Regions from separate parts of the Mus musculus genome. Here regions 2, 3, 4, 5, 6 and 7 are each linked to region 1. Evidence: chromatin contacts called from public ChIA-PET, HiChIP or PLAC-seq and promoter capture Hi-C data. All regions are on one chromosome and are shown on one strand. The core of a region is the stretch at or near the end of the contact, and the rest is flanking DNA. Distances in the headings are between cores, read along the strand shown.

What was found. Promoter capture Hi-C pulls out the DNA fragments that hold promoters and counts their contacts. ChIA-PET counts read pairs in DNA pulled down with a chosen protein or histone mark. HiChIP or PLAC-seq counts read pairs in DNA pulled down with a chosen protein or histone mark. Capture Hi-C pulls out chosen DNA fragments and counts their contacts.
Region 2: a contact with region 1 is called in an H3K27ac HiChIP or PLAC-seq map of cardiomyocytes, with 4 times the contacts expected there. The contact joins the enhancer-like site here to the promoter of Eif4e2 in region 1. A contact is called at or near these places in 4 of 39 promoter capture datasets (the 3T3-L1 cell line, cranial neural crest, hippocampal neurons and 1 more), 5 of 115 datasets of contacts at active chromatin or transcription factors (astrocytes, bone marrow-derived macrophages, cardiomyocytes and 1 more) and 2 of 9 other capture datasets (embryonic stem cells and embryonic tail).
Region 3: a contact with region 1 is called in an RNA polymerase II ChIA-PET map of memory CD8 T cells, with 32 read pairs. The contact joins the promoter of Ptma here to the promoter of Eif4e2 in region 1. A contact is called at or near these places in 7 of 39 promoter capture datasets (the 3T3-L1 cell line, 3T3-L1-derived adipocytes, cranial neural crest and 3 more), 11 of 115 datasets of contacts at active chromatin or transcription factors (astrocytes, bone marrow-derived macrophages, effector CD8 T cells and 3 more) and 1 of 9 other capture datasets (macrophages).
Region 4: a contact with region 1 is called in an H3K27ac HiChIP or PLAC-seq map of trophoblast stem cells, with 4 times the contacts expected there. The contact joins the enhancer-like site here to the promoter of Eif4e2 in region 1. A contact is called at or near these places in 16 of 39 promoter capture datasets (the 3T3-L1 cell line, 3T3-L1-derived adipocytes, the C10 cell line and 11 more) and 6 of 115 datasets of contacts at active chromatin or transcription factors (bone marrow-derived macrophages, embryonic basal ganglia, embryonic hindbrain and 2 more).
Region 5: a contact with region 1 is called in a promoter capture Hi-C map of adipose tissue. The contact joins the promoter of Cops7b here to the promoter of Eif4e2 in region 1. A contact is called at or near these places in 22 of 39 promoter capture datasets (the 3T3-L1 cell line, 3T3-L1-derived adipocytes, the C10 cell line and 15 more), 5 of 484 Hi-C or Micro-C datasets (B cells, CD4 T cells, the HPC-7 cell line and 2 more), 31 of 115 datasets of contacts at active chromatin or transcription factors (the 230-238 cell line, bone marrow-derived macrophages, craniofacial prominence and 17 more) and 4 of 9 other capture datasets (adipose tissue, liver, macrophages and 1 more).
Region 6: a promoter capture Hi-C map of trophoblast stem cells shows a contact between it and region 1, with 6 times the contacts expected there. The contact joins the enhancer-like site here to the promoter of Eif4e2 in region 1. A contact is called at or near these places in 18 of 39 promoter capture datasets (the 3T3-L1 cell line, 3T3-L1-derived adipocytes, the C10 cell line and 13 more), 3 of 484 Hi-C or Micro-C datasets (the HPC-7 cell line, cortical neurons and embryonic fibroblasts), 17 of 115 datasets of contacts at active chromatin or transcription factors (bone marrow-derived macrophages, craniofacial prominence, differentiating embryonic stem cells and 12 more) and 2 of 9 other capture datasets (adipose tissue and pancreatic islet).
Region 7: a contact with region 1 is called in an H3K27ac HiChIP or PLAC-seq map of acute myeloid leukemia, with 7 times the contacts expected there. The contact joins the enhancer-like site here to the promoter of Eif4e2 in region 1. A contact is called at or near these places in 10 of 39 promoter capture datasets (the C10 cell line, the HPC-7 cell line, cranial neural crest and 6 more), 1 of 15 datasets of contacts at CTCF or cohesin (the NIH/3T3 cell line), 1 of 484 Hi-C or Micro-C datasets (bone marrow-derived macrophages), 21 of 115 datasets of contacts at active chromatin or transcription factors (the 230-238 cell line, acute myeloid leukemia, bone marrow-derived macrophages and 14 more) and 3 of 9 other capture datasets (adipose tissue, liver and macrophages).

The regions. Positions count from the first base shown.
Region 1 is chr1:87,211,978-87,216,034 of GRCm38.p6, forward strand. Eif4e2 (eukaryotic translation initiation factor 4E member 2) reads left to right here and starts at 1,937. Exons shown (of 7, transcript NM_001039170.1): 1 at 1,937-2,042. The coding sequence starts at 2,023.
Region 2 is chr1:86,502,356-86,506,412 of GRCm38.p6, forward strand. No RefSeq gene overlaps it. Among named protein-coding and RNA genes, the nearest start is that of Ptma, 22 kb to the right of the region's middle. Within about 2 kb of position 1,891, at least 425 of the 459 cell types and tissues checked have an H3K27ac peak or open chromatin away from gene starts, as enhancers often do. A contact at or near this core is called in astrocytes, bone marrow-derived macrophages, cardiomyocytes and 4 more, where this site is marked.
Region 3 is chr1:86,524,288-86,528,344 of GRCm38.p6, forward strand. Ptma (prothymosin alpha) reads left to right here and starts at 2,270. Exons shown (of 5, transcript NM_008972.3): 1 at 2,270-2,663. The coding sequence starts at 2,619.
Region 4 is chr1:86,561,202-86,565,258 of GRCm38.p6, forward strand. The region is part of intron 1 of Pde6d (phosphodiesterase 6D, cGMP-specific, rod, delta); the gene reads right to left. Among named protein-coding and RNA genes, the nearest start is that of Pde6d, 20 kb to the right of the region's middle. Within about 2 kb of position 1,735, at least 11 of the 459 cell types and tissues checked have an H3K27ac peak or open chromatin away from gene starts, as enhancers often do. A contact at or near this core is called in trophoblast stem cells, where this site is marked.
Region 5 is chr1:86,580,633-86,584,689 of GRCm38.p6, forward strand. It overlaps Cops7b (COP9 signalosome subunit 7B), which reads left to right and starts at 2,289. Exons shown (of 8, transcript NM_172974.3): 1 at 2,289-2,464. It overlaps Pde6d (phosphodiesterase 6D, cGMP-specific, rod, delta), which reads right to left and starts at 2,153. Exons shown (of 5, transcript NM_008801.3): 1 at 1,668-2,153. The coding sequence starts at 1,717.
Region 6 is chr1:86,606,566-86,610,622 of GRCm38.p6, forward strand. It overlaps Cops7b (COP9 signalosome subunit 7B), which reads left to right. Exons shown (of 8, transcript NM_172974.3): 8 at 1-263. Among named protein-coding and RNA genes, the nearest start is that of Gm41908, 18 kb to the right of the region's middle. Within about 2 kb of position 1,691, at least 7 of the 459 cell types and tissues checked have an H3K27ac peak or open chromatin away from gene starts, as enhancers often do. A contact at or near this core is called in liver and trophoblast stem cells, where this site is marked.
Region 7 is chr1:86,631,413-86,635,469 of GRCm38.p6, forward strand. All of the region lies in intron 1 of Gm41908 (a long non-coding RNA gene), which reads left to right. Among named protein-coding and RNA genes, the nearest start is that of Gm41908, 6.4 kb to the left of the region's middle. Within about 2 kb of position 2,224, at least 62 of the 459 cell types and tissues checked have an H3K27ac peak or open chromatin away from gene starts, as enhancers often do. A contact at or near this core is called in the HPC-7 cell line, the NIH/3T3 cell line, acute myeloid leukemia and 4 more, where this site is marked.

The DNA of each region.
Region 1 (4,057 bases), core at 687-3,186:
CTATAAAAGCAGCAAGTGTTCTTAACCACTGAGCTGTTTTCCCAGCTCCAACATCTTCCCTATGTGAACTTTCTCTAGAAGGTTCGTAAGGGATGTGGGGAACTCTCTTAACTGCAGAGAACATGAACTGGACGTGGTGGGGCCTTTAGTCCTAGCACTAGGGAGGCAGAGACAAATCCATCTGTTTGAGGTCAGTGTACATGGTGAGATCCTGTCTCAAAAAAGGATGGGGGTGAGGGTGGAGATAGTTCAGTGGTTAGGAACACTGGCTACTTTCCCGGGGATCTGGGTTGGTTTCCAGCACCCATGTAGCATCTGTTACTCCAGTTGCAGGCGATCCAACACCCTCCTCTGGCTTTGCAAAACGCCCATGCATATAGTGCAGACATATGCACAGACAGAACACCCATATACACAAGATAGAAAAAAAAAAGCCTTTTTTTTATGGAGATAGGGGTGTGGGATCTAAGTACAGAGTCTTGGCTTTTATGAGGTCTAGAATTTTTAAAAGTGTAACCCATTTTAACTAGCAAGGTTCTTCTAGATGCCACAGCACAAATGTGTACCTTCAGCAGTACGTCCCATTCGTCTAATGTAATACTTCCTCCCACCCCCACTGATCACAAAGGATTTCTTGAGTTTTACTATCTCCCCCCCCCCCATTGTTAGAAATTCTTCACAGTATGGATAGTCAAGAGGCACTGTTCAAAATAAAATAAAATAAAATAAAATAAAAAACAAACAAAGCCAGGCAGTGGTGGCACACGCCTTTAATCCCAGCACTTGGGAGGCAGAGGCAGGTGAATTTCTGAGTTCGAGGCCAGCCTGGTCTACAGAGTGAGTTCCAGGACAGCCAGGGCTACACAGAGAAACCGTGTCTCGGAAAAAAAAAAAAAAGGCCCTGTTCACCTGACCCACATTTCACATGAGCAAGCTGGGGTCCAGAGTAAGAGGAACTCTCTAGAACACTCCTTTATAGGGTTCAAATTTCCATCTCTGATCCAATCTCAGACACTGTAAGAAAGACTCCTAGCCCTGCAAATTCCTTTCGTCCTCTCTCTTCTCAAAAGCCAGAGTACTTGCAAGGCTAGGCCCAAAGCCACTGGGCTGGGTGTGACAGGAGAGCTTCCTCAGCCTCCCTTACATGCCAGGCAATAGGATGATCCCCTGAGGTCTTCCTGAGGAGAAAAAGCGTGACCTTGCTGAGTGACCAGGGGACAACCACGGGCCAGTCCTGGGACACTTTCCTCACCTGTAAATACAGGCACGAACATCAATTTCTACCCCTCCTCTCTGGTGATTAAAAATAAACATCTAACAATGTAATATGTTCAGCAGATGGGTCAGGAAAATGCGTGCCTCATAGCTCTGGAGTTACATCACCAACTAGGGAATTTATTCCTGTGTATGTGATGTGGTTTTGGACAGTCCTTAGGAGTGTGGGGACAATGACTTCAGTTGAGGAGGCAATGATGAGTGAGACCATCTCGGTCCTCAGTAAGTTTGTCACCCTGGTTCGACTCCCCCCACCCCCCACTTCACCCAATATATAGGGAAGGTCTTAATGTATCCCAGGCTGTCCTCGAACTCACTATGTTGGTTAGGCAGGTCTGGATCTTCCTGCTGCCATTTCCCAAGAGCCAGAATTGCAAGTTTGTTTGTAGTGCTCTCTCGTCCTCTCCAAACACCAAGAGCAAAGGATCAACTGCCAGAGAATACCATTTACTAAAGGTTACTATGCCTGACATTTTCCCCCTGGAATCCACGGGGAGGTTAAAGTGGATGGCCGGCAGCCTGCGTAGACAATGCTCAGTGCAAGCAGCCACACCAAGACAGCCCCGGTCGGAACAAGCGCTGTCGTCCCGGGCCACCCGTCCGGGAAAGAGGCCCCGCCCAAGGCCTGAGCACTGACGTTCCGCTGAGCGCCTCGCCAGCCAACCGGAAGTAGCCGGGCCCTTAGCGATGGGACCCGGTAGAGCGGAAGTCACTCCGTGAGGCAGTGGCGACAGCGGCGGCAAGAGGATGAACAACAAGTTCGACGCGTGAGTGGCGCGTGGCCGACCCCGGGGCCCCTTCCCCCAACCGTCCCCCGGGACCGCTCCCGCCGGGGCCGGGCGCGCCCTCAGCCGAGCCGCTCGCTCCCGGGCCGCCGCAGCCCGAGCCTTCCTGCGCCCGCGGGCCCGACGGGGCCGGGAGAGCGCGGCCGAGGTCGCCGGGACCCCTGAGCCGCTGGACCCCGGCGCGGCACGGGCCGGGGGAGGGGAGGCCGCGCCGCCCGGAAGGAGATTTTCGGACGCCCCGCCCTGGTGGGTGCGGGCTGCCGGCGGCGTGGAGGGGCGGGACCTCAGCGCTTCGGGTGTTTCCGCAGCCTTGCTGCCTTCTCTCTGAACGCGGCTTCCCTCCCGCACTCGCTCGGCGTCCTGGGAAGGTCACCTCTCCCTTCCGAGCCTCGATTTTGTCTTCTGCAAGCGGGGACGGTAACAGAGCCCGTGTCGTAGAGTTGGGCAGCTGCGATGAGGTAATGGGGCAGCCGCGCTGAGTACTGTGGCCTCTCGAGTACGGAATGCTTTTCATCTGAGATTCTTCCTGCTTCCTCCCCGACCACCACCCTCCCTTCATCCCCCACCCCGTCCCTGTCTTTCAACTCTTAGTGGCTGCCCACCCCTGCATTCATCTCCAATTCCCGCAGCGAACAGTTGGGAAGTACAGAGAAGAAATATGTGTTGGGGTGGGGGATGGGGGGGTGAGAACATTCCCCTCCTAACGATTAAATCTTTTAGCATTTAAAAGTAATTTTCGTTTTCATCTAGCCCCACTTAAGTTAGTGTTTCACAAGAATTGTATCCCTGGGTAGATTGCAGTGCTCCCTCCTCTCTATGGTTTGTAGTGATCAAATCTGGTTTATCATTCAAAGGCCTACATTTTTAGTTTTAAGCCCACCAGCTGTTTGACAGTACAAAAGTCCTCCAGTCTGAGCCATCGATCTCACCTCTGTAGTGGTTAGGACCGGAAGGACCACATCACGCTCTGCAATACTTAGAGGTACTGTGTAAAATGCTGAGCATGAGCTGTGAAGGGAAAGTGGACTCACTGATAGGTGGTGAAGCTGCAGGTTTTCAATACAGTGAGTTCAGAGGTGCAGACTCAGGAAGTACTGGGATGGGGATTCCAGTTGTACAGCCAGCTCTTCCTTAGGTTTTCATGGTGGCTGAGTGAGCTCTGCTTCTTGAGAAAAGACCTGATGTCTTCTCCACCTTGCTTATTAGCAGAGTCCAGCAGGATAGAGATCCATTGGTCTCCTGTCATAGGCCCTGCAATACCTAGCTTCATACCTGCAGCCCTTCCTCCCTTCTTCTCCTATTGGAACAAATCAAACTGCATCCTAAGAAGATAGTTTTTAGGTTGCCTGTCTTGAATAAGGATGGTTATGTTGGCCACTGTCGTCGTCACTGTTCTGTTGCTGTTGAAGAGATGCCATGACCAGGCAACTGTTTTTTTGTTGTTGTTGTTTTTGGGGGGTGGGGGTGGGGTCTGAGACAGGGTTTCTCTGTGTAGCCCTGGCTGTCCTGGAACTCACTCTGTAGACCAGGCTGGCCTTGAACTCAGAGAAATCCGCCTGCCTCTGCCTCCCGAGTGCTGGGATTAAAGGTGTGTGTCACCACTGCCCGGCCGGGCAACTCTTATGACAAGTTTTTTCTTTTTCTTTTTTACTTATTTATTTAACTAACAAGGCCACACACCTCCTAATCCTTCCTAGCAGTTCTGCTCCCTGGTGACTAAGCATTCAAATATATGAGCCTATGGTGGTCATTCTTAGTCTAGCCACTGCAGCCACCCAGAGGCATCCCTGTGGATTTGTTTCCTAACTTTTTAGGTTAGCATAGAAAGTAGCAGGTTCTATTAGGACACCTTCATACTCAGGCCATTACTTTGTTCTCCTTCTTCCCTGCCCCCACTGGACTCGCTGTGGTCCCTCTCTAGCTCGCTTTTTTTCTTCTAGCTGTCCCCCAAGTCCCTATTGCATGTATTATATTCCTCTCTATTTCCCACTAGCTTC
Region 2 (4,057 bases), core at 641-3,140, 710 kb before region 1:
CAGCGTCTAGACCTGTCATCCGGGCACCCTGGAAAGAGCCCCTTCCCTCTGCCCCACCACTTAACCTAGAGGGCATGGAAATGGTGTGAGGAGCCCAAACCCCGGCTTCCTTCTGTTAGGGTTGAGGGGCTCAGGGATTATTCATGGGACTTGGCTTAGTTCTTACTGGCACCCTCTCCCTCTGAGATAGGTCAGGCGCTGAGGCCCACCCTGGCTGGCTGGCTGGCTGCTGGGCTCTGGCTCCTCGCATGCGTCTGGGCTCTGGTAACCTATGCATACTTGAGCACATTGCAGGCTTTCCCTTTAACAAAGATCCCTCCTCAGGATCCCACTTAATCTTCACAGCAGCCTGGAACACAACCCCACATCTCACTCACAGCTGAGGAACCACAGCCTTAAGGGGCTTGTGTGTGGCTAGACAGGCATACACATCTTATGCATGGAGTAGCCCTGGGGTTTAAAAAGAGCCTATTTGCTCTTACCCTCTTGCTCCCTCCCTCCCCATTCCCTTCCCCCCTCAGCACGTGGTCACGGCAAGCCTCTACTATTCTACTCTCTCCTCTGCCTCTACTAGCCTTTTAACTCCCCTCCGATGACCTGAATAAACTCTATTCTATACCAAAAAAAAAAAAAAAAAAGGCGTATTTTTTACAAATATTTACACACACACACCCACTATAGAGACCATGTTTAGAGGACAATTTCTGAGTTCTCTAACTTCATTATATGAGTGAGTCCTGGGGATCTAACTCACCAATTTGAGTCTCCCTGGCCTTCTCTTTCTTCAAGGAGTTTTGGTATAAAGTTCCTCCCCGACCGACCTCCACCCCTGCACCATCAGGCCCTTGGTGGCCAGCTGTGGAGAAACTGCCTGCCTCTAGTGGATTATGATCCCTGTACAAGAGGACTCTAGAGGACTGGTCACCAAGCCTGCAAGGTACCCTGACCTGAGTCCAGTTTTAGGTTCCTACCGGGAAGGGGGGGATGGTGTACGGGGAGAAGAGGGGAACCAGCAAGACCGGGCCCTGGGGCTCTTGAAGGATGGGGGTGGAATGGGACGTGCCTGGGCAGACGAAGTGGGGACAAAGAGGGCCCCAGCACACCTGGCGGCCTGCAGCCCGCGCCCGCCAACCCAGATTCAAAGTGGAGTAGAGGCTGTGATTGGTGGCCGGGCCCAGAGCCCCACCCCTCTCACCTCTTAAGCATCTGGGAAAGGGGAACCTTGTTGAGAAAGGCCCCTCCTCATGTTCTTAACCACTCTGCGGTGGCCTGGCTAGTAAAGGAACCTGGTTCGCTCTCCCTCGTGCCTCAAGCCTGGCTGGGGTTCTGGGGGTAGAGCTCCATCACTACTCTCGGACTTACAGGGCCATCCAGTCAGACTTCCCTGACTTGACTTTCAGACTATGGCCTCCTCCACTTCCTTGTCTTACCCTGGCCCCCACTCTTTGAGTGATCCCTGTTCTCTGGCCCTTCTCCCAGTACAGCCACCACCCTCGGGACAGCTTCCCGGGATCCGGTCTCTTCACGCGTGCACCCTGTCACTACAGTGGCCGTCGAGCTTCTCCAGGAGGCGGTGTCTGGAACTCGCTACACGGTCCTGACACCCCCTTCCTGCAGCAGGGAGGAGGGCGGGTAGTTTGGTACATAGCTCTCCGGGTACCGCAGGGATGCAAGCCCAACGCCTGTGTAGGCGCCCTCGCGGGTGCAGATGGCCGCCTACGGAGCAGGTCCGCACAGGGGGGCCCGGGGGCGGGGGAGTTGCTAGGAGCTCAGATTTCGGCTTCGAGGGGCGGGGCTGGTGCCGAGGCCGCAACCAATCCCGTCTCGGCCCGGACTCCCCACCAGCCGCCAATCACCGTTCGGCCAACCTTCTGCCCGCCGTGTCCTTTGTTCCCGCTGGCCCGGTGGCAGCCGCGGGTCTCCGGCCGTAGGACTTCCGCCCGCGCGGACCAGGCCATGTGCCGCGTAGCTGGGCCCGCTAGGGGGCCTCCTGGTCTCGCCGTCAGGTGGCCTGTTCGTGTCCTTGCACACAGTCTCATCTGCCCTGAGTGGTTCCGGAGGGTCCGGACAAAGCGTTTTGGAAGGCGGGCTTTAGTTTGGGGCGGGGAGGTAGGGTGGCGGCGGCACGGAGGAGCACGGGACCTGGGCAGAGGTCCAGCTCTGGCTCCACCTTTCCTTCCTCGCCCTCAGCTGCGCTGCCTATGCTGGCGGGGTTTTCCCATGCACAGCTCTCATATCCATCCGCCTGCGAACTCCTGGCCGTCTTTGGTGTGCATCCTGTGACGTTCCTGGAAGTCGCAGGTGCCTCTCGCAGGTCCTCTTTTGTCAGAGAGTCTAGGATATCCTTAACTGTGACCCACTCGGTTACCTTGACCTGGGGATCACAGATCAAGGCAGGGCCAACCCACCGTGGAGTCTCAGGCTTTCCAAACTTCAACAGCATCTCTAACACGGCACTGGCGGCCTTGGTTCCTCCTGAGACTTGGTTCCTCTCTCTCTGACTAAATTGGAGCCACCGTTTTCTTATCTGCAAAATGGGGTCGATTACAGTGTTGTCACCTTTATTGCTTTTTTTGGTTTTGAAGACAGGGTTTCTGTGTATAGCCCTGGCTGTCCTGGAACTCGCTCTGTAGACCAGGCTGGCCACGAACCCCACCTGCCTCTGCCTCTGGGTGCTGGGATTAAAGGTGTGCACTGTTTGCCTCCACACATCTTTTGACCAGGCGGACTCCTGTCCTCTGCTGAACAGCTCGTGTTCCTCCGGCTCCAAAACCTGGGCGTTGACAACGGGCTCTCTGCCATATAGCTCTGCCTGCCTTTCCTGTAGACGGGTAGAATTACTTTTGTTGAAGCCTTTACTAGGGGTCTAAGGGAGCAGCAGGTCATCTCCACGTGTCCCCTTACAAAGATGTGGGGCATTGAGCACAGTCAGGACAACAGACCCGGCGGCAGTTTGGCTCTGCAAACATGCTCTGCAAACAGGCATAAGGGCGAGTGATACATGCTTCTTGCCTATAGCCGCCTTTTTGACTTTGCTTTGGTTCCTTGCCCTCCCTGGTTCCTATGGTGTCCCAGATGGATTAATATCACCAAATTGAAGGAAAACTTAGGACCAAGAACAACAGGAGCTGCCTCCCTCCCTCTCAAGGATTCCCCAGGGCTCTAGCTTCTAAGTCATCTTGGGGGGTGGAATTGGAGGAGCCAGTTGGGAAGCATTGCAGGGAGGAGCAGGGAGGGCAGAGAGATTGACAAAAGAGGCCAGCTGCTGTTTGTACACAAGCCCTAAGTTGATAATGAGTGAAGGGGTGGGGGAAGGGACAGGGTGATGGCTTGGCTGGGGCCTCTGCCAGCTCAAGAGGCTGTCCAGAGTATGACTGGCCCACTGCTGGCCCTCCCGCTCTGGCCAGTGCATAAATCTGCCCACAACACAGTGCTAGAAGCCTGGGGCTGGGTGGTGGGTAATGAGTATCTGTAGCCAGAGTGCTGAGACCTGAAATCAACCACCAAGAGGAAGGAAGGAGGAGGACCCAGCACAGGGTCCTTAAAGAGCTTGAGTGGGCCTGGTGGTGGTGGCTCACGCCTTTAATCCCAGCACTTGGGAGGCAGAGGCAGATGGATTTCTGAGTTCAAGGCCAGCCTGGTCTACAAAGTGAGTTCCAGGACAGCCAGGGCTATAACAGAAAAACCCTGTCTTGAAAAACCAAAAAAAAAAAAAAAAGAGAGAGAGAGAGAGAGAGAGATCGAGAGAGAGAGAGAGAGAGAGAGAGAGAGAGAGCTTGAGTGGGCAAAATGGCTATCCTTGGACAGAGAGGCTGGACACTCCTAGGGGAGAGCCCAGGAAGGGTCTTCTGTCAGAGCCTCCTCTGGAGCAAAGGGGGCAGAACTGGAGTTAGGGAGGCCAGGAGATTCCTGCTTCTACCCAAGCTGACAGGAATGCCAGGCAGGCCCCATGGTGACCACTGGTAAGGGCATAGATCAACAAACAAAGGAGGGCTAGAGGGACCTGGGGAATGAGGAATAATAGGAATGGCACTGCCACTGGCTACATGCACATGAG
Region 3 (4,057 bases), core at 1,020-3,519, 690 kb before region 1:
GGATAGCGGGAGCTCTGACCATGGCTTATTTGATAACTCTAACTTCCTTTCTAGAACCTATGGATTTTTTTTTCTTTGTATGAGCCAAACACTGTCATGAATACAGCAGGAGGTCCGTAAGCTTAGCTTGAACATAGATAGTGCTTCTACAACCAGATGCGTGGGCCTTCCTCCCTTATGGTAGAGGCACGGGCATGCACAAGACTAGATAAAGCAGTTCTTCTTCGAGGGAAGTTCATACTTATCCAGCTTCTCACTGATTGCCACCTTGCCTCCCTCAGCTCTCCCAATCCAGAACTCAGAAACCACAACTAAGATGTGGGTGGTATAGGCCAAGCTCTTTGTGCATCTGGGTTTTGTAGATGGAACAATCCTCTAGAGAATAACGGGAGCTTAATGGATAAGCACCAGGTAGAAAGCATCCTCCTTTCTGTTTATATTGAAGCACCGTCCCTCCCTATCTACAAAAAAGGGGTCTGGGCAGCTGCAGCTCAAAGGCCCTTCCCTGTTTAAGCTCCATATCCTCATCACAGTAAAGCCCGCTGGCGGGGGTGGGGCAGTTCGGACTCAGGCAGTTTGTGCAACCTAGGGCGCTGGGGCGCGATAACCGTCTCCGGCCATTAGTGTGCTCCGAGAAGAGCGAGACCCCGGGGGCCTTCACACCCTCCCTTGCCAGGGGCTGCCAGGACAGGAGCAACCGCTGGACAACGGGAGTGAGCGCAGGCCAAAGGGCGGCGGCAAGGCTTTCTCCTTAAAGGAAAAGCTCACACAGGCCCAAGCGGCTGGTGGCGGGACTGGCACGTGCGCGCGGGGATGCGGGCCGGCCACGTGCGGCTCGCGGGCCGACCCTGGGTCCAACTGCAACAGTTTCCCGACACTGCACGTTCCTCTCCTCTCCTCAAGCTCCGCATAGGGGCCTCCGGGTGAGGATGGGCCCAAACGCCGGGGGTGAGCCATAAGGGCAGTTCAGTCTCCTCGCCTCGACCTCAAAGCTCTAAGGGACTTGGCACCCATTCACCCTCCCCGATTCAAGACTCCGGGTTTTCCTCACTCCCGATTCCACGGCCCCCAGGAGACAGACAGCAGGAATGACCAATGGCAGGGCGCAAAGCGTCAACTTTGTGTTCGCCCGCCACTCTCAGCCAGTGTGTGCGGGTTTCTCCCAAGTCCCGCCTTCCGTGTCGGGCGCCCCCTCCTGGCGACACACAGTCGGACGCTATCTGCCGCCATCTTGAGTGTGGCGAAGTCGTTTCTCCGAACCCGTTTATAGCCATTCTGGTCGCTCTTCTCACAGGGCAAATTCCTTAGTTCGACAGCCAAGTGAGACAGCGCTAAAAATGGAGTAATATAGTATTTTGAAGTTGTTCGCGTGAGCCGAGTCGCCACGTCACGCCACGCTTGCCGAGTCCAACGCCATCTTGAGTGTGGCGTCTTTATGGTTTTTCTTTTCTCAGGCTCCGCGTGGTACCGTAAATGGCTCAAGTTTGAAGGAACCCCTTCAAGGACTAGTCCTAATGGCCGGGGAGACAAGTTTCTCCCAGTTGCACACTGTTCATATGCCCACTGGAGCCTGCAAAATGTTAGGGGAGAGGGGTAAACTCGATGGCCGGGCGGGGCTCTGGATGATGTTAAGAGCTGTCGCGACGGCAGTGACCTCTTACAGCAGACGCTGACCAGAGAGCCCTGAGGCGCGACACCGCCTTGTGGCGTGAGGCCCCAGGCCTGTCTCGCTCGAGGACACCGGGACTTTCGCATGAGTCCCCCCAAGTGTGCAGGGCGCGAGGCCCACTCCGGAGCTGACCCTGGACGGCGGGACAGTGGTGGGCGGTGGGGATCACTAGTGTCATCGAGGCGGAGGGAAAGGAGGACGGGGCGGAAGGTGCGAGTCACAGTCACCCCGTTGTGTGGACTGATGTTCACTTGAACTGGGACAACTTGCTCTTCGGTGCGGGCAGGTCCCGGGCGCGGGAACCACGCGGGACACCGCCCGGGGCAAGCGCCGCCCATCGCTCGCCTTCCCCTCCCCCTCCCCCTGGCGGGCAGTGCTCCCGCTCCCCCTCCTCCCTCCCTCCCCCTCCTTCTTCCGAGCAGTCGCGAGGGAGGGGGAGGACCGGGGCTGGGCGGGCAGCTTTGCCGCGCTTTAGCTTTCTGCGTCAGAGGCCTTAGCAAAACAGCTGCGGGAGCGCGCACGCGCGCGACCCCCCTCCGGCGTGGCGAGACCCAACAAAATTCAACACTCTGAATGACAGTGCGGCGGGGGACTGCGCAGCGCGCGCCAAGCCGAGGCACTGCCGCTTTAAGCTCACTTGCCCATTGTTCGGAATCGAGCCAATGAGAGGACGCCCGCTCCCTGCGCTCAGCCAATAGCGCCGGGACTAGGGTGGCTGAGCACCGCCCACTAATCTATATTAAAGCTTCTGGCGCCGCGTGAGTCCCCCACTGGCTGCTCCGAAAAGCCATCTTTGCATTGTTCCTGGGTCGTGCTCCGCGCTCGCTGCAGCCACCTTCGCCGCCCACCGCCTCCTCCAGCGCGGACTCCGGCAGCTCTCTCGCCAGAGTCCTCGAACTCGACTTTTAATTCCCTCACTCGCGGCATCGGACCACCGGCGTGCCCCACCATGTCAGACGCGGCAGTGGATACCAGCTCCGAGATCACCACCAAGGTGAGGCTGGACGCCGCCCGCCCCCTCGGGGTCTGCGCGCCGTCGCCCGGGCGGCGTTGGGGCGCGTGGTTGCGGGCTTTCAGGAAAGCATCACGCAAACGCTTTTCCAGGCGACCCCGCCACCCTCCAGCGGCGCGATGGCCCCGGGCAACACTCTTTGTGTGCGGGGGAGGGGGCGCGAAGCGGCGCGGGCATTGGTGCCGCCGTCGGGAGCTGGCCGATGGCCTGGGGTCGCCTCGGAACTCGGACGCAAACGGGGAGGGCCGAGACGCGGATTCTCGAAACTTGTTTGCGAATGGTTTGAGCGCTCTCGGGGCCGGGGTCGCGGGGCCGCGGCGCACGGAAATAACTTTGAAACTCCGGCGCGTCCGCAGTCGGAAGTGTGGGGGGCGCGTGTGCGGCGCCGGCGAGCTGAGGGCGCCCGCGGCCGAGTCGCTCTTTGTTAGGCGCCCGGGTTCGCGCCCTATAGCGGGCCGGCCACCGGTTATCCGGGATGACGCGGATGGGGCGGCGTGCTGCGCTGGGGGGATTCTGACCGCGACACCTAAGGGTCTGGTCCGCAGCCACGGGTGAACGCGGGTGGTCGTGTTTGTCCCCGCGGCGGCGGACCTCGTCGCAGGGTCAGTCATTGCTGACGGGGTTGGGCCCGGGCGGCGAGCCCACGCGAGAGGGGGAGGAAATAGAAAGTGAAGCTGCGGAGCGGCTGGACGCCCCCCCACGGCTCCCCAGCTGCGGTGGTGCCGTGGCGGTCTAGAAGCCCGCGCAGCACCGCGGTCCTGGCTGGGGTCCTGAGGCAGGGGCTCGCCCTCCCGGTGGAGTCTTCTCCACCCTCAGCCGTGTTCGGTTCGGACTCGTTGCTTTCAAACACCTCGATGTTCGCACCCCGCTTGTCCCGCAGTGGGGACTCAGTCCCAGTCGCCTTGTTTCTTTAAACTCCCGTGGCTCGCCATCTCCCTCGGCTGGTGCGACCCCGTGCAGAGCGCGCTCTGGAGCGATGCCCGCCACCGCTGTAACACTTTGTAGCAAGCATGGTCCCACCTCCGCCCTCGGCGGGAGTCTCAGGTGAATTCCCGCGAGGTCCAGCGCTCCTAGGGAGCGCCCCCCCCGAAGGTCTCGAGGGTCGGAGCCGAGGAGCTCCGAGTCCCTGGTGACCTACCGCGAGAGCTTGGCGCCAAAATCGGAGCCGGAAGCCGCGTGTTGCCCCTCACAGGCAGGACCCCAGGGGGCAGCACGGAGCGGGCTTTCTCCAGTGGGTGACTCCGCTCCCCTGGATGAAAGCGGACCTCGGGTCTCCAGGGCACAGGGCGCACTTGGCGCCCCGGGCCACGTGCTCTTTGCGCGCGGTGCGTGCAAGAGGCTCGCGCGCGTAGTTCGCTGGGTGAGCTATGCGCCTG
Region 4 (4,057 bases), core at 485-2,984, 650 kb before region 1:
AGATATTAAAACTTTACTATTAAAAATCTCATAATTTGAGGAACAAAGATGAAGGTGGTACTTTGGGCTGATTTATTTTTAAGATTGAAAGTGTCCTAGGGTTTCTATGAATCAGCATCAGACAATCCTAATAGGCCAGTTCTTTTGTTCTTCCCTTCTAAGGTATCCCCAGGGAGAGCCAAGCACCGTCACCAGCTCCAACATCGCTCCCTAGACACCAGAACTCAGGTTTTCCTCCAGGGAATGCCACTAGCCTCTGACTTTCAGAAAGAAAGCATTCTGGAAACCTGTGCTTTGTTCCAAGAAAGATCAGGGTCAAGAATGAAACCCAAGTTTCTATCAGCACAAAGCTCTTTATCCTTTCAGTTTTCCGAGGCACAAGGGATAAGCTCTTGTTAGAACCACACCTCCTGAGGACAGATGGGGAGAGTCCAGCTCTCCCCAAAGTTAAAAAGTTTAAAAGAACAAACCTCAAGAACTGGGAAGACAAATGTTAAAGGGCATGGGATGGACAGGCTTTACTCTGTGTGTTCGTGACCTGAGCTGGGTGCAGACAATGTACTATACTACAATGTACAGATACTACAGGTATCTAAGATTCTTCTTGAAATGAACATGAAATTAAGCTTATTGATAATATATCTATGTTAATAAACTGATTTCCAGTCAGAAAGCAACATCTAGGAATATACAGATATATATTTATAAGCATGCATGCATGCCTGCCTGCCTGCCTGCCTGTCTATCCAATCATCCAGCTTATCTATGACAGGGTCTTAACTATGGCTGGGCTGGCTTGGAGCTCACCTTGTGTAACAGCAGAGTGGCCTTGACTTTACAGAAATCTGCCTGCTTCTGCCTCCTCAGTGTTGAGATGAAAGGCACATACCATCACACCTAGTTTAGGCACCTACAATTTCCAAACTTTGAAAAAAATTAAAAAAAACATGGTCTCTTAGCTAAACCTCTTAACATGTTTTAGTTGAAATCTGACCCTCCTAATACAGTCAAAAAGAAAGGCCTGTGCCTCCATCCCTTGCAAGACCCGTTTAGAAAAGAAAAAAAAAAAAAAAAAAAAAGACAGACAAACTATAAGCAGGGCCATGAGCTGCACACCTTTTAATCCCGGCTCTGGGGAGGCAGAGGCAGGCAGATCTTGGAGTTTGAGATCAGCCTGATTGATCTACAAATGGAATTTCAGGGCAGTCAGGGATACAGAGAGAAACCTCGTCTCAAAAATAAAATAAAAAAATAAATAAATAAATAAAAGTAAAAATTGAATCTTAAAGCTTTGATAGAATTTTACAAGTCCACAATAGTTTTCTTCCATTTTTCCTCTTAAACTCCAGTGTACTTATCTATTTTACAGTTTAAACTTACTGGTATAAAACTATGATTGATATTAAAAAAGGTAGGATTAATTCAGATTTGAAACTGACCAAACCATGTTGTATTATAACAAGGTTAATTGGGCATTTCATTCATCTAGCATTTGCTAAATGGTCGTGAATGTTGGGTTCAGGCTCTGCTGTGGTTCTCAGAGTCTCCTCCAGGTAGAGAAACTACCAGGTAGGAGAATTACACTGCACTGTGAGAAGCCTGATCTGTAAGAGAGGTTAGTACAAAGTGCCATAGTTGGCTCCACCCTGAGGAGGCCTTGTGAGATAAGATATCTATCAGTGTCTAACACATGCTGACTAACCTGTATCTCCTTTCAGTCTTCGGCCATACCCAGGTGTCTCCTTTCTTCCTCATTTGCATACCTGGACAAGATAGCCAAACTGATAGGGCTACAGTTTCAGGTAAAGACAAACTCAGACTAAAACCACTCAAGGAAGCTCACATCTTGTCCATACTATATACTATTGGGACAGCTCCAGAAGTCTTTCTGCATTGGGATATAAGATCTTTCTTTAAAAAAAAAAAAAAGGGAAGAGGAGGAGAAGGAAGAGGAGCAGCCAGGCATGGTGGCTCATGTTTGAGCCTGAGGCAAGAGGGCTGCTGTGAATTTAAGGCTCACATGGATAATGAGTTCAGGTCGGCTGAGCTACATAGTGAGACCAGGTTCAAACCCACTTTCACACTTTTCTCCAACCCCCTGATCAAGCCAGTTGCCAGGTGTGGTGAACCATGCCCTCAGGAGGCTAGGGCAGGAGGGCTGGTGAGACCGCCCAGTGGGTAAAGATGATTGCTGCATAAGTCTGATGGCCTGAGTCTAATCCCATGAACCTATGTGGACAGGTGGAGGGAACTGATTGTCACAGGTGTGCTGTCTGTGGCACACTCTCACAGTGCACGTAATGAGCCCTTGAGCACACACAATAAAATAAAAATTTTCTGGAACTGTACATTTCTGAGAAGTTTGTAGTTCTGGAGGGTGGAACCAGGGCCTTATACATACTCTACCAGTGAGCTACATGCCCACCTCAGAATGACTTTAAGTAGATCATTGTTTCCTTTTCTTCTTCCTCCTCTTCCTCCTGGCTTTTTAAGACAGGGTTTCTTTGTGTAGCCCTGTATGTCCTAGAACTCAACTTTTGCTTCAGGCTAGCCCCAAACTCAGAGACCACCCTTCTTCTCAAGGTGTGGCCACCTCATCTAGCAGTAGATCTCGGCTTTTAAGGTTGGCACTTACTTCCAAAGGTTTGCCAAAGAGGGTACCCTTACTTTTTCTTTTTCTCAGTGCCAGAGCCCTCCGCACGCCAGGCAAGCACTCTGTCGATGAGCTGCTCCCCAGTGGCTTTGATGACCTTGGATCACCATGCAGCTCAACCAACCACAGACTGTCAAGGTTTTCAAGATGTTCTGCTTGGAATTTTCTAGCTTTCTATGTAAGACTCAGAATTGTCTTGAACACAATTCCAACTAAACTAAGGATTTAAAAGGGAAAATTAGAAACACAATTCCCTTCAGTGGTACACAGGTGATATCTAAAGGCCATTAACAATTCCTGGGCTACAGCACTTGCCGAGGGTGTATGAAGCCCTACATTCAATCCCCAGTACTGCAAATAGCAAACAAAACAAAATCCTCCAAAGTGAACCTTTGCTGCACGTGGCAGAGCATGCCTACAACCCCTGCAGGTGATGCAGGAAATCAGGAGTGCAAGGACATCCTTGGTTACACAGCAAATCTGAGGCCTGTCTGGGCCACATGACACTTTTTAAAAAAATTTGATAAATACCAATGGTTCAACTTTGGCTGCCTGTTAAAATCAGAGCTTGCAAACTCCCCACTCAAGCCAATCAAATTACAATCTCTGGAGGTGGAGCTCAGGCATCACTGGTTTTCAGGATTCACCGTACAGGGGCTGGAGAGATGCTCAGTGGTTAAGAGCACTTACTGCTCTAGAAGAGGACCTTGGTTAATGCCTCTTCTGACCTCAACAGGCTCATGCACTTGTGTGGTCTCTGTAAAAAAAAATATATATATATATATATATATATACACACACATACATATTCTGGCACATATACATACAATAAACATAAATATTAGCTGGGAGGTAGTGGCACAGCCTGCAGTCTGGTCTACAGAGTGAGTTCCAAGACATAGCCAGTGCTACACAGAGAAACTCTGTCTTGGAAAACAAAACAAAAAACCAAAACCAAGCTCCAAACTAATTCACACACACACACTCTCCCTCATTCATTCATATATATATATATATATATATATATATATATATATATATATGTGTGTGTGTATATATTTTTTTTTATATGATTCCCCATGTGATTGTACTAAAAGCCAGGCTGGGGTCTACTAATTGACAAGTACTCCAAGTACTGGGGATTGACTGCAGGGTCTCCAGCATGCCAGACAGGCATTCTATCACTGAGCTAGCACCCTTATCCATTTTCTAGTCTAGTTTAAGACAAGACAGGGATCTCCCTAAGTTTTCCAAAATGGCCTAAGCTTGCCTCAACCTTCTAAGCAGTTATAAGTGTGCTAGCATGCTCAATTAGGCCTGGCTTCCTTAAACTCTCATGAACCACAAACTTCAGTGGGTCTGAGCTACAAACTGTCATTCTATATTTCTAACCAGTTCCCAAGT
Region 5 (4,057 bases), core at 1,039-3,538, 630 kb before region 1:
TTTATGCTTCCAGTCTATCCGTTCACCACTGTTCACACAGTGGTACGTGGTTCTTGTGGTGTTGTTTTTGATTCATTCTTTTTTTGGAGTCAGCCTAGATTGGTCTTGAACACATGACAATCTCTTGCTTCAGTCACCAAGTGCTGGGGTTATAACCATGATTTAATCATGCCTTGTATGAATTCTAGAATTTACGTTCACCTTAGTTTCTAACCATAGCCAAGCAATTAGATATTGGAAGATGTGAAACAGGTCTTGAGACAATGCAACAGGTTGTTCAGAGAACCAGTTTAGGGAAGCCTAAACCTCCAGAGGCAGGAGCTGGGTAAATGATGGTTACATCCCACAAAGGGAGGCACTTAGGAATATTCCATATTGTACAGCAGAGATTAAGGTCAACAGAATGTAAAACTGGAATATATTTCATCTGCATTTTATGGTGACAAATAGTCCATCAAAACACACAGCTTCTAGCTGAAGGTGCTGGCCACACCCTGAGTTCTAACAGTTCCAGCACTCAGGAGGCAGAGACAGGTAGACAGCCTGGTCTACACATCAAGTTCTGGGTCAGCCAGAGCTACACTGTATGACCCTGTCTCCAAAATAAAACAAACGCTTCGAAGTTTTCTCTCTCTATATAAAGAGGTTGCAAAAGTCACAGTGTAGCTACAACAGGCCTGAAGCAATGGTTTCTTTTCCTCCTCTGGCTTCTCACTTTCTTCCTTTTTGAAGCAGGGTCTCCTATAACTAAGGCTGGTCTTGAACTCTATGAAACTCTGAGGATGACCTGAATTCTGGATCCCCCTGCTTCCATCTCCCAAGTACTGGGATCACAGGCATTCAACACCAAGTCCACCGAAACAACGAATTCTGATATCATATGGTGTCCTCAACACAATCAAGTAATTGTGAACAGCTTCACCATAATAAAGCGTTAACCTCAGCAATGCCAAAGATAATTTTGCCGGGAGTCGGTTCAAAACCAAAGTACCTCATGCATCTCACACACCTCCTATTTCTCATCTCGCTGGAAAGAGAACTTGAGATGTTAATGCTCCAAAGGCCAACAAAGTGTTAAGATGGGGTCCGTCTTTAATTTCTCTTTCCCCACCTCTCCACTACTCCAGCCCTATAAGAAGCCACAAGTGAGGAAGAAAAGTTGTGAAAACAAGACGGATGTGTGTGTGGTGGGGTGGGATGGGGTACATTATCCCCCACATACAAGGTCACTTGCTTGGAGTCACTTTCTCCTGCTCCCACCCTGGGCTTCCCGCCAAAGTCGCTCCTAGGCAGGCTAGGAGGCCAGCTTGCTGCACTCCCTCAGCCTCTGCGTGGGGACTGCAGCCCCCTTCTGGCCTCCCGGCCTTCAGGACCCTAATTTCAAATGGGAACTCTTCTCGCAGTAGCCAGGTCCCGGGGCTCCTCCACCTCCATCCTCCCCCCCGCCCCCCCCCCCCCCCAGGCTCCATCAACGTCCCCTTTCTCCCTCAGGGTGCCCCTGTGCCTGCCTCCCGTTCGCGGTCCCTCCCGGGGGCCCGGCACACAGTTCCTTTCCTGCCCCTTCTCGTAGCCCTTCTTCCCCGGTGCCCACCTGACGCCCCTGCCAAAGCCTGGCTCCTTAGAGCCACGGCCTCCTCCCAGCCCCGCCCCTGCTCCCGGGCGGATACAGTTTGAAGCCTCTCAGGATATCCCTGGCCCGCTCGTCCTTGGCTGACATGATGCGGCGCCTGCCGCCCGCGGCCCTCCCACGCTGGCTCCGCGGGGCCTCGCAGACGGTACCCAGGAACCGAGGACAGCCGCAGCCCGGCCGGACACCTCAGGTGAACAGCGGTGGCGGCCAGACCCGAACCGGCCTCTCCCTCCCCTCAGCTCCCGCTCCTGATCCCTTCTCCTTCCCTCTAGTCGTGGAGCTCCCGCCTTGAAACCAATGACAAGCCAGCCTTGGCGATTGGCATCTTGAGTAGCCAATAGCAACGCTCAGCGGCTTCGCTCGGGGACGGAGAGCGTCAGTGGGAAAGGCCCTCTTGGAGAGTCCCGGAGGACAGAATTTTCTTTCGTGTTGTTGCCTAGAGTTTGTCCCAGAGGAGCGATGGCTTGAAATCTTCAGAGGCGTTTGAGATGCCTGCTCTTGTTGCCGGGCACACTAGTGGTCTGAGACTATGGCAGGCTGCACTGTACAAGGTGGCAGAAACTACATTTCCCAGCATCCCAGAGAGCACAGGCGATCCCAGCGCACCATTAGAGGCCAGGGACTACAAGTCCCAGCATACTATGCGCTCCATCTTTTTAACTTGGGTTCCAGTGTGCCGAGCAGTGTGCACATATTTGAAATCCTCCTATGGGGTTGGTTTCTGAATCCTGTTACTTGAAACCCAGCAGGAAGGTCTTCTTTTACCCCGGAGACGTGACAACCCACCGACAGTTAACTTCTGTTTACATGGAACTCAGGAGTCTGCAAACCATGGTAAGACTGCAAACCACCAACAAAACCACATATTAAGCCACGAGAGATAACAGAACAAAATGACCTCCTCAAATAGTGTTAGTTTATTAGTCTGGAGTTCATTTTTACTTGTTTTGCAGGGTTTATGTTATATTTCTGCTTTGGACTGGGTGAGCTAAAGATTGTTTATACTCAATGTTAGTACAGGAAGACTTAAAAGATTTTGCCAATCCAATCTCTTTATCTTTTGTTTTTAAATATGAGGAAATAGAGACCCGGTGAGGCAGAGACTGGCCAGAGAGCACAGCAAATTGACACAGTTAAAATCTGGCTTTACATCTACTGACCTGTCATCTAGTATCTACACTACACTAGGGAGGTAATATTTTTAGAAGCATGGCAATGTGATTGTTTTTCTCCTTAATGAACAGTTTCTGAACTAGTGTTGAAACACCCAGAAAATAGGAAAGCATTTATTTCATGGATTTCCTGAAAGGAGCTGGTGTGACAGTCCTTTATCCTCAGACTAGATAGGTCTTGCTATTTTTATTTGCTTTTTTGACATTCAAGTTGACATTTAATGATTGTTTTTCCCCCAGAAAGTAGATAAAGTTGGTTTAACCCTCTGTTTCCTTGGAGACGCCTGTGTCCTTCCTCTGGCCTTCTTTCCTGTTCTTGTTCCCACTCCACCCATTTGATCACCCACCCATTTTGTTTGTTTTTCTTCCAAGTAACTCAACAAACCTTGTTTTGGTTTTTGGTTTTGGTTGGGTACTGAATTAAGTAAAAGATAGGCCACTGTTATTCAGAAGATACATAACTGATTAGGGAGATAAGGAGATTCAAGATGGAGTTGACAAGTGGCATAAAAGAAAAGATATCAGAATGCCACAGAGGATTACTTGTTGGCCTTTTAGTCAAGATCAAGTGGAGAATGCCTTAGAGGTTCTGGTGACGTGCCTTTAACAGCTGGCAAAACTTCATGGTGGAAATGACATTTGAACTTAAAGCAGTGGTTCTCAAACTGTGGGTCAAAAATCCCTTTGGCAAACCGCTATCTCCAAAAATGTTTACATTATGATCCATACAGTAGAAACATTACAGTTCTGAAGTAGCAATGAAAATTATTTTAGGGATGGGGGTCACCACAGCATGAGGAATTGGTTTTTTGTTGTTTTTTTTTTGGGGGGGGGGGGAGACAGGGTTTTTCTCTGTGTAGTCCTGGCTGTCCTGGAACTCACTCTGTAGACCAGGCTGGCCTCGAACTCAGAAATCCGCCTGCCTCTGCCTCCCGAGTGCTGGGCTTAAAGGTGTGCGCCACCACGCCCGGCATGAGGAACTGTATTAAAGGGTCTCTGCGTTAGGAAGGCTGAGAACCTCTTACTCAGAGGTTGAGGATTTTCCCCTCATGTTAATTTTTTTTTTTAATCCTGAATTATCTTTGTTAATGAGATGTGCCATACATTGGGTGAGAGAAGATATACACACCCATAAGTATCACCCAAATCAAGAAGCAGAGCCTTCCCAGCAGCTACCACGTATGCCCTTTTCCACCATAATACATCCGCATATCTGCAGGCAATCAACTTGTTTCCTGGCTTTATGGCTATGTGG
Region 6 (4,057 bases), core at 441-2,940, 610 kb before region 1:
ACAGCTGGTGGGTTTGGAGGGCAGTAATTTGGGTTGTTCAGAGAAATGTGATGCTATTTTAGTGGCATGGTTAAAAAGTGGGTTGATCCAGTGTTAAAGTATTCCTGTGTTCCTTATTTGCTGGTCCATATGCCCAGATAGCACTATACCTAACTGTAGGTTAAGTTTGATTCCCAAAATGTGTTTGATCACTCCCTAATCACATGCTCTGTGGAAGAGGGGCTCTGTTATTAAATAAATGTGGCACTCCCTCCCTGCATTCCATATCCTCACTGAAGTTCATTAATGAGGTCTTGGGAGGCATCTCTGGGATGAAGCCCATGCCCACATTGATCTCACTACTAGGTCTTTGTGGGTATTGATCTTTCTAATGGGATACGTTTTGGGTAAGTTTTGGTAAACAAGTTCTTCTCAAAAAAAAAAAAAAAAAAAAAAAAACCCTAAGAGTGTAGAACACCTCCCAGCCTCATAGATATTCCCACTACTCTCTCTAGACCCCAGACAGGAACACACTGTGAGCAAGTTACTGTTCATCTTTTTCCCAACTGGCAAGGTAATTTTGAAATGCAATTTATTTTTTAATTTAATTTAATTTTTTCCAAGGCAGGGAGGGTTTCTCTGTGTAACCCCAGCTGTCCTGGAATTCACTCTAGACCAGGCTGTCCTTGAACCCAGAGATCCACCTGAGAGCATCGGCCAGGAAAACACAGCTATATCTTGCCTCCATTGTTCTTACTGTGATGAGTTCAGTTTTGCTCCCTGGACCAATTTTTCTCCACCCCACCATTTCTTATTCTACATCTTCCATCTCCAGTGCCTGTATGTGACAAAGAATTTTATATCCCAGGGAGATCCTTTCTGGTTCCAATGTCTCTTTCTAACCATCAGCTTTTTCTGTTTTTAACAAGCAGGCTTCTTGACACTTGCCTGCCTTTTCTCTCTCTGCTTCCTCCTCCTGCCTTCGCCCCCCCCCCCCCCCCCAGCTGCTTTTTCTTTTTCATCAAGGAGACCATTGACCTCCAGCTTTCTGACCGGCTTGCACTGCTGAGTGTTCTCTCAGCTTTCATGGCACTGATGCCCCCAGGCCTTTCCTGTGTTTCTCCGCCAGCCTTAAAAGTTCTCCAGGGATGTGTTAGGTTGCTTTCTGTTGCTATGACAGAAATAACTTGAGAAAACGGGAAGCTTCAGTCAATGGTCCCTGGCCTCCATTGTATCTGGGCCGTGGCGGGGCAGAGCATCATGGTGGAGCTGAACTGCTTATTTTTAGGCAGCTGTGAAGAAAATGAAAGGAAGGACCTGGGACAAGATATATCTCCCCTCCAGCCAGGCTCCATCCCATATCATCTCCACTGCCCTGGACCAAACCACAAGCCTTCAGGGAGGAGAGCACATGGCAGATTCCGACTCTAACACAGACTCCAGTGTCTGTGCTTGCTGGGGGTCCACTGTGACCCTTCTTTGCTTGTACATGCCCTCCATAGGTTGTGTGGCTCACCTCTAACACCCAGCTCTCCATCTGTGGTTGTTCACTGTGAGAAGCACAGCCAGCTGGCCATTTCCCCATGTGTTGTCAATAAGTGAAGTTACTCATCCAAGTTTCTTGTGGTTGCCATAATAAAACACCTCAGGCCATGTGTCTTTAACAACAGAATCAATTTTCTCACAGTTCTGGAGGCTGCGAGTCCAAGGTCATTGTGTTGGCAAGATCAATTTCTCCAGAGGCCTGCGTCCTTTGTGTGCAGACGGTTGTCCTCATGTCTTCTCTGTCCTCACAGGACCTTTTCTCTGTTTACAGATCAAGTTCTTCCTTCATGATCTCATTTCACTCTTTCCTCTTCAAAGGTCCCATTCTAAAATACACTCAAAAAGGGTGGAGGCCTTCAAAATGAATGTAGGCACAATACAGTTCATAATAGTCTTTACCTAACTGAGAATTTGAAGTTTTGATTCAACCATATCTTTCTTGTTAGAACCAATCCTTTTCCTACCTCCCTTGCCACTCCAGGAACTTGAAAACTGCTCATCAGCATCCTTACTGGGTTTACTTGTGTGCTAGGAATGCAGCCAGAGGTCAGAACATATAAGATTACAGGAGAGGGAAGCCAACTGATGCTTGTAATCCCTGCACTCAAAGTGATGCAGGAGACTAGCCTAGGACTAGCCTAGTTTACATAATGAGCTCCAGGCCAGCTTGGGCTACAAGTGTGAGAGTCCTCAAAACAACAGGATAGATGGAAAGAAATTAGAGATGAGTAGAAGTAAACTGCCTAGTCAAAATTACAAATCCAAGCTTTTTGTTTGTTTGTTTGTTTTGTTTTGTTTTGTTTTTCGAGACAGGGTTTCTCTGCATAGCTCTGGCTGTCTGTCCTGGAACTCACTTTGTAGACCAGGCTGGCCTCGAACTTAGAAATCCACCTGCCTCTGCCTCCTGAGTGCTGGGACTAAAGGTGTGTGCCACCACGCCCGGCTCTCAAGCTTTTTTAAGTATACAAAAGGAAAAGGGAAAATACCCATCAAACCAATGAAAGACAAATGAGCAGAGAGGACCACAAGAGCTTAGGATCATTAGTTTAAATGGCAATTTAAATTGACAACAGTTTGCTGGAAAGAAATGGATGATCATAATTTATTCATGAGACAAGGTAATCAAGAAATTAAAGATTGGGAAGGCTGCTCGTGGTCAAGCCAGATGACCTGAGTTCTGTCCTGGACGTATGTACGCTACTGACTTCTTCAAATTGTTTTCTGGCTAACAGGAGCACCCCATGGCCTGCAGGCCCACACTTGGGCACACGCACACACTAAAGTGTACATTAAAAAAAAAAAAAGAGCCAGGCTTAGTGGCACACATCTCTAATTCCAGCACTTGGAAGGCCAGTGGGTCTCTGAGTTCAATCCCAGTCTGGCCTACATACAAGCAGACATTTTAACACCCCTCAACCGAAATTGTGATTATGATGATGAATGACAGGGCAGGGAAGTAGCTGTCTGACAGTGCAAACCCAAACAATAAAAACAAAAACCATAGAAGGTTCACCTTCACGAAGCCTCTGGAGTCCTGCTCATTTATTTTTAAACATTTTTAAAATTTTTAAAAAGATTTATTATATATGCAGCATTCTGCCTGTGGACCAGAAGAGGGCACCAGATCTTATTATAGGTGGTTATAAACCACCATGTAGTTGCTGGGAATTGAGGAAAGGATGGGCCATCCAGAGACTACCCCACCCGGGGATCCATCCCATAATCAGCCACCAAACTCAGACACTATTGTACATGCCAGCAAGATTTTGCTGAAAGGACCCTAATATAGCTGTCTCTCATGTGAGGCTATGCCTGTGCCTGGCAAATACAGAAGTGGATGTTCATCTATTGGATGGAACACAGGGCCCCCAATGGAGGAGCTAGAGAAAGTACCCAAGGAGCTGAAGGGGTCTGCAACCCTATAGGTGGAACAACATTATGAACTAACCAGTACCCCCAGATCTTATGTCTCTAGCTGCATATGTAGCAGAAGATGGCCTAGCCGGAAAGAGAGACCCCTTGGTCTTGCAAACTTTATATGCCCCGGTACAGGGGAACACCAGGGCCAAGAAGTGAGAGTGGGTGGGTAGGGGAGCAGGGTGGGGGGAGGGTACAGGAAACTTTCAGGATAGCATTTGAAATGTAAATGAAGAAAATATCTAATAAAAAATTGGGGAAAAAAAAAAAAGAGCTCAGGACTTCCGGAAGAACAGATAGTGCTCTTAACCGCAGAGCCATCTCAGAGTTCATTTATGCCTCATGTTCATTTATCACCAAGAGTTTAGTGATTGCCTTGCATCCTTAGCTGACTAGGTGATTTTACAAAAAATTTAAAGTTCCTAAGTGAGTGTTATTACCAAAATCCAGCAAGAGTGCTTTTTCTTAGAGATACCCATGTTCATTGGGCAGCAGGATGGGTCAGCAAGTAAATGCACTTACTATGAAGGCCTTGGTAACCTGAGTTTAATCCCACACATAATGTGGAAGGAGAGAATCGGCCCCATAACATTGTCCTCTGATGTCTGCGTTGTGC
Region 7 (4,057 bases), core at 974-3,473, 580 kb before region 1:
TGACCTTTCAGAGTGAGAGTTGAAGAATATACAGTGTTTTAAAAGATATTCCCTAAAATGGTGTTTGGGAAACCAGTGTCCTGGCTAAGTCTGCTTAGTTGGACATTTGGTAACTGTCTGAGAAAGATGGATGTTCACAGAAAGTCCATTCCTGACTGTGGACGGTCCCGTCTGCCTCTTCTCTGTCCCTCATCCCTGTCTGTGGACGGTCCCATCTGCCTCCTTTCTGTCCCCTCTTGCCCATCCCCCTTCTCAGCACACCCACTCTTATTTTCAGCCTTGGACCCAAGCTCCTTAGAGCCCAGCTCCCCACTGCCTCACAGGGCTCCGTTCTTTCCTCAAGAGCTCCCTCCATGCAGTCCTGTGTTTTTCTAGATTCTTCCACAAAGTCACTTGCCTGTCTGGACTCAACTGGACTCACTGGTCACCGAGGCCCGAGGATCATCTGCACAGGCGTGGGGGTGGTGTTTAGTGTGTGGCACAGCCCTGACTGTCTCCTTTCTTCTTGACCTTCACAGTAATGACCCCACACTCCCCAGACTGAGTGATCTCTGTCACCTAGGTCTCTGCAGGGAGCACCCTCCTCTGTTCTGCCAGGGTGCTTTAGTCCTTCCTACAGGGTGCTTCAGTCCTCCCTACAGTATTCTCTGGTACTCACACGTGTTCATTTGTCTAAGACTTGCCTTTCCTATCCTGGAGGAAGATTCTTTGTCCTTTTTGCTGCTCTGGCCGTAGTTTCTACAGGCTGCATATCTAGCAAGTCCTTCCTGAATGACTGGAATAGACTGTAGTCACATCTCAGAAAACACAAGGCTTTGGGTGGTGGCTGTCCCCTACCTGCCTTCTTCCCAGGCACCCATACCCTGACCTCAGGAGGAGGGTGGATTACAACTCATTGTGTTTTTACAGATGCACTTCAGAATTATTTAGACAACTTTCCTTAAAAGTTCATTGATTTTGTTTGTTTGAATCAGGGTCCCACGTAACCGAGGCTGGTCTCGTGTATAGGAGGGTGACTTTGAACTTCTGATATCCCCCAGTCTTCTGAGTGCTGGGGTTGTGGGTATGTGCCATTTTGTCCCGTTTATTTGGTTCTGGGAATGGGAAGCAGGCTTTCTCATGCTCTGCCAGCACTGACTGAGCTACCTTTCTTATATTTTCCTCAGAACTCCTAAGAGGAAAGCAACCGATTTATCAATGTTTGTCACATGTCCATTCACTTTAATTATTATTTTTCTTGAGATGTCTCACCGTGTTGCCCTGGTTGGCCTCAAAGTTAGGCTCCACCTGCCTCAGCCTTGTGAATGAATGTGGTCACGTGAGTGTGCCACCTTGCTTACCTCAAGAAGTTTTCATTTCACGGAGTGAGATTGGTCTCAGCAAATGGAATCTCCTTCCTGCTCCTCTGGCCCTGACTTGTCTTCAGCTGTTTCTCATTGCACTGGGCGGAGCGGATCCTTTCTTAAATAAACCTTTCATTAGGGAAGACATTCGGGACTGCACAGAATATTTTAAGAACACAACCATGAAAGTGACACATCTCTGCTTCTGGGATGCTGCCAGTGCAGTACTTAGAGGAGATTCATTGCTCCCAGGGCTTACATTAAGGAGGGAAAAAAAGAGAAACCATAAATCAAGCCCATGCCTGGTGAACCTTGTTCCCTTTAAGCTGCAAACCAAGAGAAAGGAGAAAAAGGAAGTAATAAATTTAAACAAAATGGAGGAAGAGAGAGTTGATAAACTTAATCATAGGCACCTGGAGGAAGTGACCTTTGTGCAGAGCGGGGCAGTATGGGACAGGGGTGGGAGGACAGGGTCTGCCAGGCATCCAGGTTCTTCCTTTTGTATATCTGGGGGCAGATGGCTTTGGAGAATGGGGCTTCTGTTGACCCTGTGGCCACCCACTGGCGTGGACTTCAGACTGAAGTTTTTGTCCCAGTCAGTTTCTCAGTCATATTTGGAGAGAGAATAGAATGCTCAAACCCAGGAACGCACCCCAGCACCCCAGCGATGGAGAAGGCAGGGCCGAGCTTGGGAAGAACAGCAAAACCTCCCAATAAGTCTCACAGGGGAGCTTTCAAGTCCTTTATTACCACACTGACTTGATTTTTTTTTTCCCCCTCTCTAGTATTTAGTCAAATTCCTTTTACAATTCTGTGCTGATGGAGAAAAAGGCAAGCCCGTGGTTTTGTTTGCTCTCAGGCCAGAAGAGCACTGGGCTATAGGTGACCAGCGTGGACTCACTGCTTGGGCTGGACCCACAGGGTGTTTGGGGGTTGACTGCTTGTAGGGTTTAATATTATGCTCATTAGAAGGGAAAACTCCCTCCTAGGCAGTGAAAAAAAAATTAATAAGCCATTAGCTAAATTCTAAAAAGGAGCAAATGCAAATTAATACACTCTAGAAGAAGGAATGCACTAATGCAAAATATGTTTTACAAGCAAATGAGAGGACTGGATTCTCAGCAGTCTGCTTGTATGTTTTTGTAACAAAATGGAAATTAATATCTTCCCAGGGGCTCATCATCTATTCCTCTCAAGTCAATGTAATCTGCAGTGATTGTTTTTAATAGAGAAGAAAAAGCGCCCAGCTGCTCTTTTGAGCAAGCCAGCAGGACATCTTGGAGCAGATCTGAGCTCTGCATAGAGTCCCTGGGTGGCCTCTTTGTTTTACTGTAGAAGGAAGGCCAGCTCCTTTTCTCCAGATGAGGGTCAGTGTGGACCAGGCATAGCAGGTGCTAGCCTCCCTGGTGAGCAGAGATCTGGAGCAAGTAGCTCACAGCCCCCTGGAAAAAAACAATGGAGACCCACAGCCTCTTCTCCCTGAGTCCAGGGCCAGGAGACCAGCAGAGTCATCCAGAAGGCCCTGGCCAAAGTCTCTTGGTTGAAAGGACTATGTTGTGCCTGGCTGAAGCTAACGTGTTCTGGTGCATGGCCACCTTGGTGATGTGGGGTTTGGGACAGTCATAGAGGTGACCGGAGACAAGAGAATCCTAGGAGTCTAAAAGAATTCTTGAGTGTGCTCCAGCAGAGGCAGCATCAAAAAGGGCCACAGGCATCCTGCTGTGAGGCTAGGTATAGAGTAGTAACAGCCAGAGAGACAAACTTGTTAGCTCACTCCCACTGTGGGTTTGAAGACCTTGTTAGTGTTATGCTTTCAGATGGGAGGAAGGAACTTCCTGGTGCTAGAACTTGTCGACTTGGTATTAGAACCCCACTGGGGATGCAGTATGGCGCCTTGTATGGTAAGCTGGTATAGCGACTGATGCTTTTTCTCTGCATGAACTTAGCGCTTGGTGTCAACTTCCAGTACTTTGCAAAATCAAAATATCCTGGGCAGCTTTAAGAAAGGACATATTTATCACAAATATAATCGGTGTGAATTTCAAAGCTCTCAGACAAACGGACATCACACACACACACACACACACACACACACACACACACACACAGAGCACGGAATTTTTCAAGAGCCATGCATAGTACATTGCTCATATTCCATTGGCTGGAATTTAATCACATGGCTGCACCTAACAGCAAAGGAAGCTGGGAAATGAAGTCCAACAACACTCAGAGGAAGATGGTTCTTGAAGAGAAAAAGAACTTGTGACTCTAGGGGAGGAAAAAAATCCTTTCCCTTCTACCCTTGTAGCTTCTCTTTGGGATTTAGATTGGCAAGATATGGATTAATGACAGAAAGACAAGCAAGTGATTATTAACAGGTGGACCCTGAACACACAAATGGGTCGCATAGGTGAGTGCTCTTAGACAGTGAAGTCTATGTACTCAACGTAAAGGGAAAAGGGAAGAGAAAGGGCACAGATGGAAAAGCAGGTGGCCTTTTTTTTTTTTTTAATTTATTTCTTTATTAGGTATTTTCCTCGTTTACATTTTCAATGCTATCCCCAAAGTCCCCCATACCCACCCCCCCAATCTCCTACCCACCCACTCCCCCTTTTTGGCCCTGGGGTTCCCCTGTACTGGGACATATGAAGTTTGCAAGTCCAATGGGCCTCTCTTTGCAGTGATGGCTGACTAGGCCATCTTTTGATACATAT